Regions from separate parts of the Mus musculus genome. Here region 1 is linked to region 2. The links are chromatin contacts, called in public promoter capture Hi-C maps. All regions are on one chromosome and are shown on one strand. The core of a region is the stretch at or near the end of the contact, and the rest is flanking DNA. Distances in the headings are between cores, read along the strand shown. Region 1 holds the start of Fbxo48 (F-box protein 48). Region 2 holds the start of Fignl1 (fidgetin-like 1).

Region 1 (4,720 bases), core at 417-2,916, 5.1 Mb after region 2:
ATCCCAACTGGTTCCTGCCGGTCCTTCCATGTTTGCATTCCTCTGTTTTGTGTAAGAATCCAGTAACCTCTTTGTACCTTGCCGGTATGTCACCCAACTTCCCTATTTTCTTCTGTATAAAAAGTTTGATGCTCGATTTGACAAATTACATTCAGATTCTACACAATCTCATCTGTCGCTTCTGTTTGTCATTCGCCGACTCCTTGTCCACCTGCAACCAGAGACCCGTTCCACACAGATAGGAGACCCAAAAAGGCGATAGTCTGCGGCAATACTGCCCACAGTGGGCTGGGCTCGCCATAGATCTATCATCAAGAAAATGCCACCATAAACTTGCCTACAGTCCAGTCCGAGTGAGACAATTCCTCATTTGAGGTTCCTTCTTCCAAGGTGTCAAGTTGACAAAAACCAACCAGCACACACCAAATGGTGCCCCCTTCCCCCCACCCCCCCACCACCACCACCACATACACACACACCATTTCCTCTTTCCTTGTATTTCTGACTCATATCTTCTATAGAAAGCTATAGGCTTTCTTATGCCAGCTAGTGGGATGTATGGCTTTGATCGGATTGGTGTTTTTTATGAAAGCAGCTCCCTTCCCTCAGCTCTCACCCCAAGGTCTGTTCCTTCTGGTAAGTCTCTGACTTCTTATTTCAGACATTAACTGGGAATGTGAAGAAGCTCAATACACGAGGTAGTCCGCTCTTAAATGTGTCTTCCCAGGGGAGTCACAGTTTCTTGAATCCATAACAGGGGATATTGAGCGTTTCTATGTATATATATGTACATCCTGGAAAGTTCCCCAGGATGCTTTCTGCCATTAGGCCTAAGTAAACAAGTATCTCTTAGCTTCAACATCTTTATAATCAGAGACATATAGAATGTTCAAACTAAAGGCCGTAAGGGTGTAATATGCAAAAGCAGTCTTAGAGAAATACAGAACTGCACGAAAGACTGGCAAGGGGTAAATGTTGAATGCTAGCAAATATCTTCTCTGGGAACAAAACTACAATGTTCAGCTAACTTAATAACCACATAAGCTGAAAGGTTTGCAATTCCATCGTATATAGCAGTCTCGGTAGTCCTTGATATTTCACTATATTTTTGCAAGATGCTACTAGATAGAATACATACCGCATCGAGCGTTAAGCTTCCCCGGGCAGCTCCCTGGAATGTTACTATGCTAAGAAACAAAGGAAATGAGTAACACGATATTATCATCAAAAAAAATTTCAACGTGAACTTTTTCAGCAACCTTTGTCGAGCACACACCTCAGGGAAGGAGCACCTAGTCAGGTTGCAGAGTCCCCTGGGGAGAGAGAGCCTTGGCGCTCAAACTCTCGGCCGTCTCAAAGCCCTCGCTAGCTACCAAAGCACTTTGGGAGTCCCGCCCTTTGCAAGTCCCGCCCTTTGTAAGTCCCGCCCTTTGTAAGTCCCGCTCTTTTAAGTCCCGCCCATGTGCCCGCTGTCACTCAGCGGGGACGCTGGACCTTGCAGTGACTTGGGCCTCCTTTCTTTCCTTCCCTTACGGTGATGAAACGCAGGGTAAACTACCAATCCCAGAAGGCACCGCGCATGCAAATGGGTGGAGCGAGGCTTGAGAGGGCGGGACATGAAGGCCTTCCGGAAAAGATTCAAATCCGGAGGACTGAAATCGCGGGAGGAGCCGGCACCGCGCCTTTAGGTAGGAGAGGCAGCTCTGCCCTTCCCTGCACAGGGACCAGCGTGCTCAGCTGTGGTCGGTCGCTTCTCCTGCCTGTCCTCACAGCACAGGGATGTGGTTGCGCTCGCCAGGACTGGTGTGGGCTCCCTGAGAACTAGTCTTGCCCGACGATGCTCTTTCTCGGTTTGCTCACTCCTAGTGACATTTGACAGGACGGTGGATGGAGGGGCTGGAGGTGGCCCAGAGTGACCGCTCTTCTCAAAGACCCAGGTTTAGTTCCCAGTGTCCACAGAGGGGTCTTGCCACTGACTGTTACTCCATTTCGGGGATCCCACCCCCCTTTTGGCTCCTGCGGGCAGCGCACGCACTGTGTGCTGAGACTTGTTTGCAAGCAAACCGGCAATACACATACATAGAAGCAGATCTTTGAAAAGGAGGTGGGAGGACCGCAAGCTAACGCAATATTTCCGCAAGGTTGGTTCAAAAAGAGGCGACATACAAGGAATAGCTTTCGAGGCATTCAAGAGAGATAATTTAGAAGATTCCTAGTGAGATTTTTGGGAATATGACCAAGGCACCACAGAATGTTCAATTGAAAAACTTCCTGCCTCTTGTGGAATTCCTTTGACAGAAGGAAAGATTTTATTCCTAGGGAGAGCCTGGGAGAAACAGCAAACATCTGAGTGTAGTGTAACCTCCTAATAGAAACTTAGTTTCAAAGATGACACTTTGCCTTTAGTTTGTACCAGTGGTAGGAGGGGAGAAGGTTCGTTGCAAATACTTGATCTTGTGGGTTTTGTCTTGTTTTTGCACACCAAGTTGCTTTCTATTTTCTATTTCTAAAGGAAGCCCCTGTTCAGTTCAGACATTACAGTTCTAACCACAACCAGTTTGGATCATAAACAGCCTAACCAAAGGTAGTCACCATGATGTTACTAACTACAAAGACTCGAGTAGTGCATCTGAAAAGGGAATTGTTAGTCACTGAATGAAGAGATATTTAGCTATACATCAAATGCCTATTGTATCCTGATTCTCCACCACAAAAGGAACTGTAAGTATTATAAAGTAGGTAAACACAAATTGTGCTTATATTGCAACATGGCCCAGGATGATGTGTGCAGCCTTGAAGCTTCCAGAAGCTTCCACTGTGGTCCTTGAGAACATTAGCTGGAATAAGGCTTTACATCTATAGCTATATACTATTCCTAGCTGAATTATGAACTACTTAGATTGTACTTGTCACTCAGTAATAGATTTGGGGACAGTGATCCTTAGCTCATAATTAGGCACATAAGATAGATTGATTTCTAAGACACCACTCTTGAAGTGTAATTGAATATATGAGACTCCATAATTATGGTCAGGACTTCATCCTGGACTATTTTGGGTAAACTGATGTCAAGAGTATGCACTTGTCCACTACATCCAAACGGTTAAGTAGTTCTTATACAGATTACTAAAGGACCAGCAGGTTTGTGACTCTGTTAGCTCGAAGGTGAGGAAACCAATGGTAAAGCATCAGTTCACATAGAGACTTTTAATAAACACTAAAGTAGTCATTATTACTAAACTCAGCAAATGTTTGATGTGGAGAATCATTCCCCCCCCCTTTTTTTAAAGATAATGTTCTTCTAGAACAGCAAGAAACAAAACATGTAGAAACCATGATACTTGCCAAGAACTAGTGTTCAAAGTGAAGGGAATGTGTTCATGGTCTCCCATATACAGGTCAGATGTTGGCCACTTGTTTTTACGCACGCCACCTGGCAGTCTTCAAGAAACACACACGAGACACGGCATGGATTCGTCCTTGCAGATTAAGAGGCTGAAGTCAAGAAATGTAAAGTTCTTTAAATCATTCATAAACTATCTGACTCCGAGGAGGATGCACATTTTGGTCTGAAGAGGCTGAGTATATTTAACTCTGCCCTGTAGGTTGCATATGAAGACAATTGGTAAACAATGAAGAAAACCTCCAAGAAGAACAATAATTTCAAAATTCCTGGTACAGAATTGAATTCCGCGGATGCTGAAAGGGGAAAAGAAGAGAGTCAACGTAACTTTGTTGAACTACTGCCCTTGGAAGTCACTTATAAAATTTTCAGCCAGCTAGACATTCAGAGTTTATGCAGAGCTTCCAGGACATGCACAGGTTGGAATTGTGCAATAAGAAACAATGACTCCTTATGGAAACCCCACTGCTTGACCATAAGAGCTGTGTGCCAAAGAGAAATAGACGATGATATAAAAAGTGGTTATACCTGGAGGGTAAGTTTAACTTTCACAACTTTTCATGGTTTTTGACAGGGGTGTTATGGCACAGTTAAGAGAATACTATAATCTCTACTTAGGGTAGCATACAGAGCATGCTGACTTTAGGGAAGGAGTTAAAGTTGAATTATTTATCCTCTTTCTACTGGCATAGTCTCCACACTGTTTTCTACTCAGCTTTGTACATCCCAGATCTTAAAGTCGGGAACTTTCCTTGTTATGCAGAAGGGAGGTGAAGAAGCCAATTTCCTCATCTTCCACCTTATGAAAACCTCCAATACATATAAAGCACTGCTCTTTGTATATACACTAATCCATACATGCACACATAATTTACCAATGCAATTAATATGTGTACTTCCAAGTGTGTAATTCATCTCAGTCCTGTGAATGAGTTGCTCTGCTTGCAGACATGCGCACCAGCCAACCATGCTGCCAGTCTTTTTGAATGATGATGTCTATCCCTTTCAGGTAATACTCCTAAGAAATTACCAGAAGAGCAAAGTGAAATATGAGTGGCTAAGTGGCAGATACAGCAACATCCGTTCTCCTGTTAACTTGCCAGAAAAGGCTATGTGCCCCATGGATGCAGATACGTGGGGGGAAATTCTAGATGCAGAACTGGAAAGAGAAGTTGAAAAATTGCAATAGTTTTATGCCACGTGATCAAAATCACTCGGACTCCAAGATACTTTGAAATCTGATAATGTCTTTCTTAGCCTTTTAAGTATTTAACATTTAAAAGAAAACAAAGTTGAAAATGAAGCTTTGTTTGTATT
Region 2 (5,121 bases), core at 565-3,064:
TCCATTATACAACACCAGAAATAAGAACCTGAAGGAAGCCAGGCATGGTGGCGCACGCCTTGAATCCCAGCACTCGGGAGGCAGAGGCAGAGGCAGGTGGATTTCTGAGTTCGAGGCCAGCCTGGTCTACAGAGTGAGTTCCAGGACAGCCAGGGTTACACAGAGAAACCCTGTCTCAAAAAAAAAAAGAACCTGAAGGAGAAGTAACTTGGAAAATATCCTCCACAAAGGTTCGCAATGATTATAATTATCTTTATAGCTTCATTTCAGTCTATCACCTAAAATCACCTATTCTAGTCATTCTCCAAAAACTGTCCTCTTCCACCACCATCTTTGTATTTAGAAGTTATCGACCAAGTTTTCCTTCCTTTCCAGTCAGTCATATCCCACAACTACATACAACCCAAAACAGTCTGTTGCTCAATGACACAAGTACTGACCGTATTATCTAACACTTCTAAGTCATTTTAACCTTTGTGCTTGATAGAAATCTATAAAGTATGGGCAACCGAGTTACATTTCAATTTTCTTTACTTTGTTAATTTTCTGATTAAGAATGTTTTGGTCATTCAAACTAGACAGGAAGCTTCTGCAAACAAGAACTACTTCTCATTGTATTTAGATTTTCTTTAGTACGTAGTTCATGGTATCCACTAAAATGATTAAAAACTGGAGGGCCTACTATATTCCAGACATCATTTTTGAACTTTACAGAACTCTAGTTTACTAGTGGCAAAGTAGCATAGGAATTTAGAACACAGGATCTGAAGCTGTAAGACCTAGCTTTAGACACTGGACATAAAAGTTTTAATTAATTGTAATAAATTGGGGAAGTCTGAGAGCAACTTGCAGGAACTGAATTTTCTCTTTTTACCAGGACAGTTCTTAGGGATTCAGGTCCTCAGGTTCGGCAGCTTTGACCCACTAAGCCATTTCCCAGGCCCTGAATTCTGAATACATAATCTGTTCTTTCAGCAGTGACTCTGAGAATATCTCTTAAGCTATGTCGTCACCTGGGGAGAAACAGCGTGCACCATTATTTAGCTGACAGGTTGTTGCATTATAGGGTCCCCAGAACTTAGAAATATGATAGATTATGAATTATTATTTCTTCCCTTTGGAAGGTTCCCCCCTCAGGCCGTAGCGACTGCGTATGGCCTGGAACCAGTTATCACAACTGAAAAGTATCTTTAGTCCAACTGCTCGGGGTCAGGAGTGTGTCTGATTTCTAGGTATTGACACATACATCAGGTAGGGGACTCCATTCTAAATACAACTCACGTATACTTAAAATATACATTAGCTACATAACCAGACGGTTAACTGTAGATACTATTTTCTGAGCAGGAATGAATTTAAAAAAAAAAAAAAAGTTTCATGATGAGGATGTTATTTTAGGCGTCAAGTTCAGATGCTGGAGCATTTCTGATTTTCGGAGAAAATTCACCTGTGTTAGTATTGCCGAAAGCACGAAACTCAAAATGAGTACATTTAGGTGGCAAACCAGCTACAGCATTCCCAGCAGTCCTAGCGGGGGGTAGCTGTGGCTGACTGACCCCAAACCGTCACGCCCAACGGCGTCCCTCAGCCCCAGCCGCCGTCTGGCCGCGGGCTTCCCAAGGCCACCCTCTCCGACAACCCGAGGCCAAGAACGGACAGAAGAAAACAAAACCAAAGTACACCCGGCATGGCAACCACAGCCTCCGCCCGCCGGCTTAGCGGCGAACAGCAGCCTACCGGGGCCCACCTGTGCTCCCTGCCGGGACCGCAGCCACCGAAAAGCGCGCCTTTCGAAGTGCGCCTGCGCGAAGTGACGGCTCGGCCCGCGTTGCGCATGCGTGTAGAGTAAGGGCGGCTGAGCGCGCGCTGCACGCAGCGTGAGGGCGGAGTCTCGGAAGGCCTGAGGTCACCGCCCAGGCCTTAACGCGGGAATTTGGGTTTCCGGCCCGCGCTCTATGAGGGAGATTTAGCCCGCGCGGTGGCGATAAATCTAAGCAAACCCTTGGCTTCCCGTTCACTGCAGCCTTAATATGTTCTTTTTGCCGAGCTAGGTGCTGCAAAGGCACCTAGGCAGAGGCAGTGAGAGAGGAAAGAAAGCTCAGGAGTGTAGAGAGCACGAGTCCCCTGGGAGGGCGAAAGCGGCCCGGGAGGGGGAAGGGGAGGTGTAGCCTCCGGGCCGCCACTCCAGAGCCTGCCCGCCCCGGCGCCCTCCGGCCTTAACCAGTTCAGCAGCAGCTATCAAATAGTGAGACTCGAATACAGGAAGGTTTAGCAAAGGCTACAGCCAGCATTAGACGGAATACCGAGATTACCGAAGTAGTAGCTGGCAGGGGTCCAGTAAGAACTGAAGAGCTTTTTTTTTTTTTTTTTTTTAAAAAAACTAATCGTAGGTAGCTAAAACATGGACAGTCCTGGAGTCACCGAGGGAACTTTCCCCTCATAGCTTTGGGCCCCACCTCACCCCACCCCCACCTCTCTATTACCAACCAAGACGGCTTGCAATTTGGGGAGAGGTCACCAAGGGTTAGGTTCTTAATTGTTTGTATAGGCATAACAAGCCATTGGGTCAGGCTCCAAGCAGTCGGGAGCTGATTGTCAGAGAGGGGAGAGGAGGGGGGCTGTGCTGGGTTGTTGGGTGGTTTTTTTTTTTTTTTTTTTGGTTTCTTTGTCTACAACCCTCATCGCTAAGCCTGCCTGTTTTCACTGGGAAAACTGTACTTTTCTTTTATTCATCCTATCTCCTTCAAATACTGACCAACACTCCTAACCCTGCTTGCTCTACGGCTCTGGGCATTTTTAATCAGGCTGAAGACCTTCCTTACCCATGCAGCCATTCCCAGGCCTGCATTGTTGAGCCTGCCTGCCTTTCTGACCTTTAACTCCAAAAGCATGGTCTCTTTTCCCCTTATCCGTCTGCCTCCTCCAGAGGCTGCCAACATGTCTAGCTTGTCTTATTTTTCCCCTAAATTCAAAATTGCCTTTCGGTTTCCTACTGAGTCTGGGTTTTGTTTTGTTTTAATTATTTTTTTATAAGACCAGGAATCCTGCAAAAAGCAACATTATTCTCTGGCGTCCGTCTTTTTTAAATTGGCTTTGTTAGGCTCACAACCCAGTGTCTACTGTGGAAGAGTTTAAGGCTTAAGCTATGCAAGTAGTAAACTTGCTGACCGAGAACACAAACTGCTTTTGATAGACTCTATTTTCATGGTCAGAAGTTATTGGACCTGCAAGAAAGAAATTGCCACCTAAGCAGACAGAACTGGTCCTTGGTGGGAGAGCTTCTTCTTGTTTATGTATTTATGAGTTTATAACCATAATCTCAGACAATGCTTGTTACAGTTCAGCTGGCTAATTTGTTTTGATCAGAGAAAATAAAATGATCCCAAATAATATGCATCCTCTGCCAGAAAAATTGTGTTTGTAAGCTAGCAAGATGTCTCAGGTAAAGGTATTTATTTCCTGTGCAACCTTGGTGGCCTTAGTGTGGCTTCCAGAACCCACGAAAAAGTGGAAGGATTCAAAACAACTCCACACAGTTGTCCTTTGACTTCTAGGCACATGTCCTTTCCCCACAAACACACAATAATAAGTGTTTATAAAACTGTGTTTGGCCGGGCATGGTGGCACACGCCTTTAATCCCAGCACTCGGGAGGCAGAGGCAGGCAGATTTCTGAGTTCGAGGCCAGAGGTCTACAAAGTGAGTTCCAGGACAGCCAGGGAAACCCTGTCTCAGGGAAGAAAAAAAAAAACTATGTTTGTAAGCAATGTGAGAAGTGGGCTGTTGTAGAGATAGGAAAGAAGATGGGACAAAATTAAATCTGTCTCTTTTTCTGAGATTCCCCGAGTACAGTTGGATCCTGAAATCCACTTCAAACATGCCTTGGTGAAAGAGGACCCGTGAAGATTGGAGATGTAGCCAGCCATTCCTCGGATATACAGTCTAACATGAATGGAACATACAGTCCTAATGAAAAGTTTTCATTAGACGGTGCTCTCCCCTACGACCAGAGGCAGAATTTTAACAAGTCTGACAAAGTTCTCGTTAGCCTTTATATTCCCGAACGGGGCAACCTTCACTCTACAAAACAGAACAAGAGCCGGTACTGGGCAGGAACAGAAGGGTGAGCTTCGTAACGCAGGGAGCCGAGCCTGTCGGAAAGGAGCTGACAGGTTGATTCAGCTCACTTCAGCTCATTTCTCTTGTGAGGTTAGAGCAGACTTAGTCAAGCTGAGGTAGTTTGGCCTCTGGCTGCTGTGAATTTGCTGTGTTTAGGAAAAACTGGTCCATGTGTGGACTCTTCTGCTTCTAGTTTGAACAGGCTATGGGGTCATGCCATAATTCTTCTTGTGACTGTTTATTGCATGTCTGCTTTGGGGAACAACACAAGTTTCTTTAAAAAGACCTTTTCAAATATTACCAGTTTATGCAAGCAACTTACTTTGCTAGTAATTTTGTATTGTTTTTCCCATTACTTTTTACAAGGGTAGGTTATGGCACACAGAGAGAAGTGCTCAAGAAACAGATTTTGATACCAAAGAAGTAAACACTATTAATATTTGGGAATTTATATTATTCATTTAAAAAAATTAATACAGCAATCATTAGGCCAAAATGCTATTGGGTAAGTACCATGTTTCCTCAAATGTGAACTTTCTGAGTAGAATACCAGTAATACCATTTTTGAGTTTATGCCATTGATTGGATTCAATCAATGTTAAAAGTTCAATCCTGCCTTGCCTTGGGGTCTTGTCCTATATCCCTTTCCCAGGTCCTTCTATCTCGGCCTTTTCTGTGTGCTGACTCGTATTCAGTCAGCCTGACTTGGATCTCCAGTTCCAGGAAGCCTTTTCTCTGCTACGTTCTAAACAAGAGATGTTCCAGGATAAGCCTTTTGTTGGCTGTCTGCTGTGTCCAGATAAGTCTAGGGCTTTCTCAGCTCCAGGTTGAAGTGCCTGGAATCAGTGAAAACCTGAGGTCTAGCATCACGCATCACTGCCACCAGAGGTCACTGTGCTCCAGTGAGCAACTGCAGTAGGCACAGATTTAAATGCACTTGCTACGCGTCCCGGCATTCTCAATTCGCTTTTGTTTGGTTGGTTTTGATTTTTCAAGACAAGGT

What was found. Promoter capture Hi-C pulls out the DNA fragments that hold promoters and counts their contacts.
Region 1: a promoter capture Hi-C map of the HPC-7 cell line shows a contact between it and region 2. The contact joins the promoter of Fbxo48 here to the promoter of Fignl1 in region 2.

The regions. Positions count from the first base shown.
Region 1 is chr11:16,949,744-16,954,463 of GRCm38.p6, forward strand. It overlaps Fbxo48 (F-box protein 48), which reads left to right and starts at 1,667. Exons shown (of 4, transcript NM_176982.2): 1 at 1,667-2,721; 2 at 3,399-3,510; 3 at 3,606-3,938; 4 at 4,413-4,720. The coding sequence starts at 3,633. The coding sequence ends at 4,592. Eldr (Egfr long non-coding downstream RNA) reads right to left here and starts at 1,539. Exons shown (of 4, transcript NR_110425.1): 1 at 1,277-1,539; 2 at 1,139-1,187.
Region 2 is chr11:11,807,148-11,812,268 of GRCm38.p6, forward strand. It overlaps Fignl1 (fidgetin-like 1), which reads right to left and starts at 1,815. Exons shown (of 3, transcript NM_021891.3): 1 at 1,748-1,815.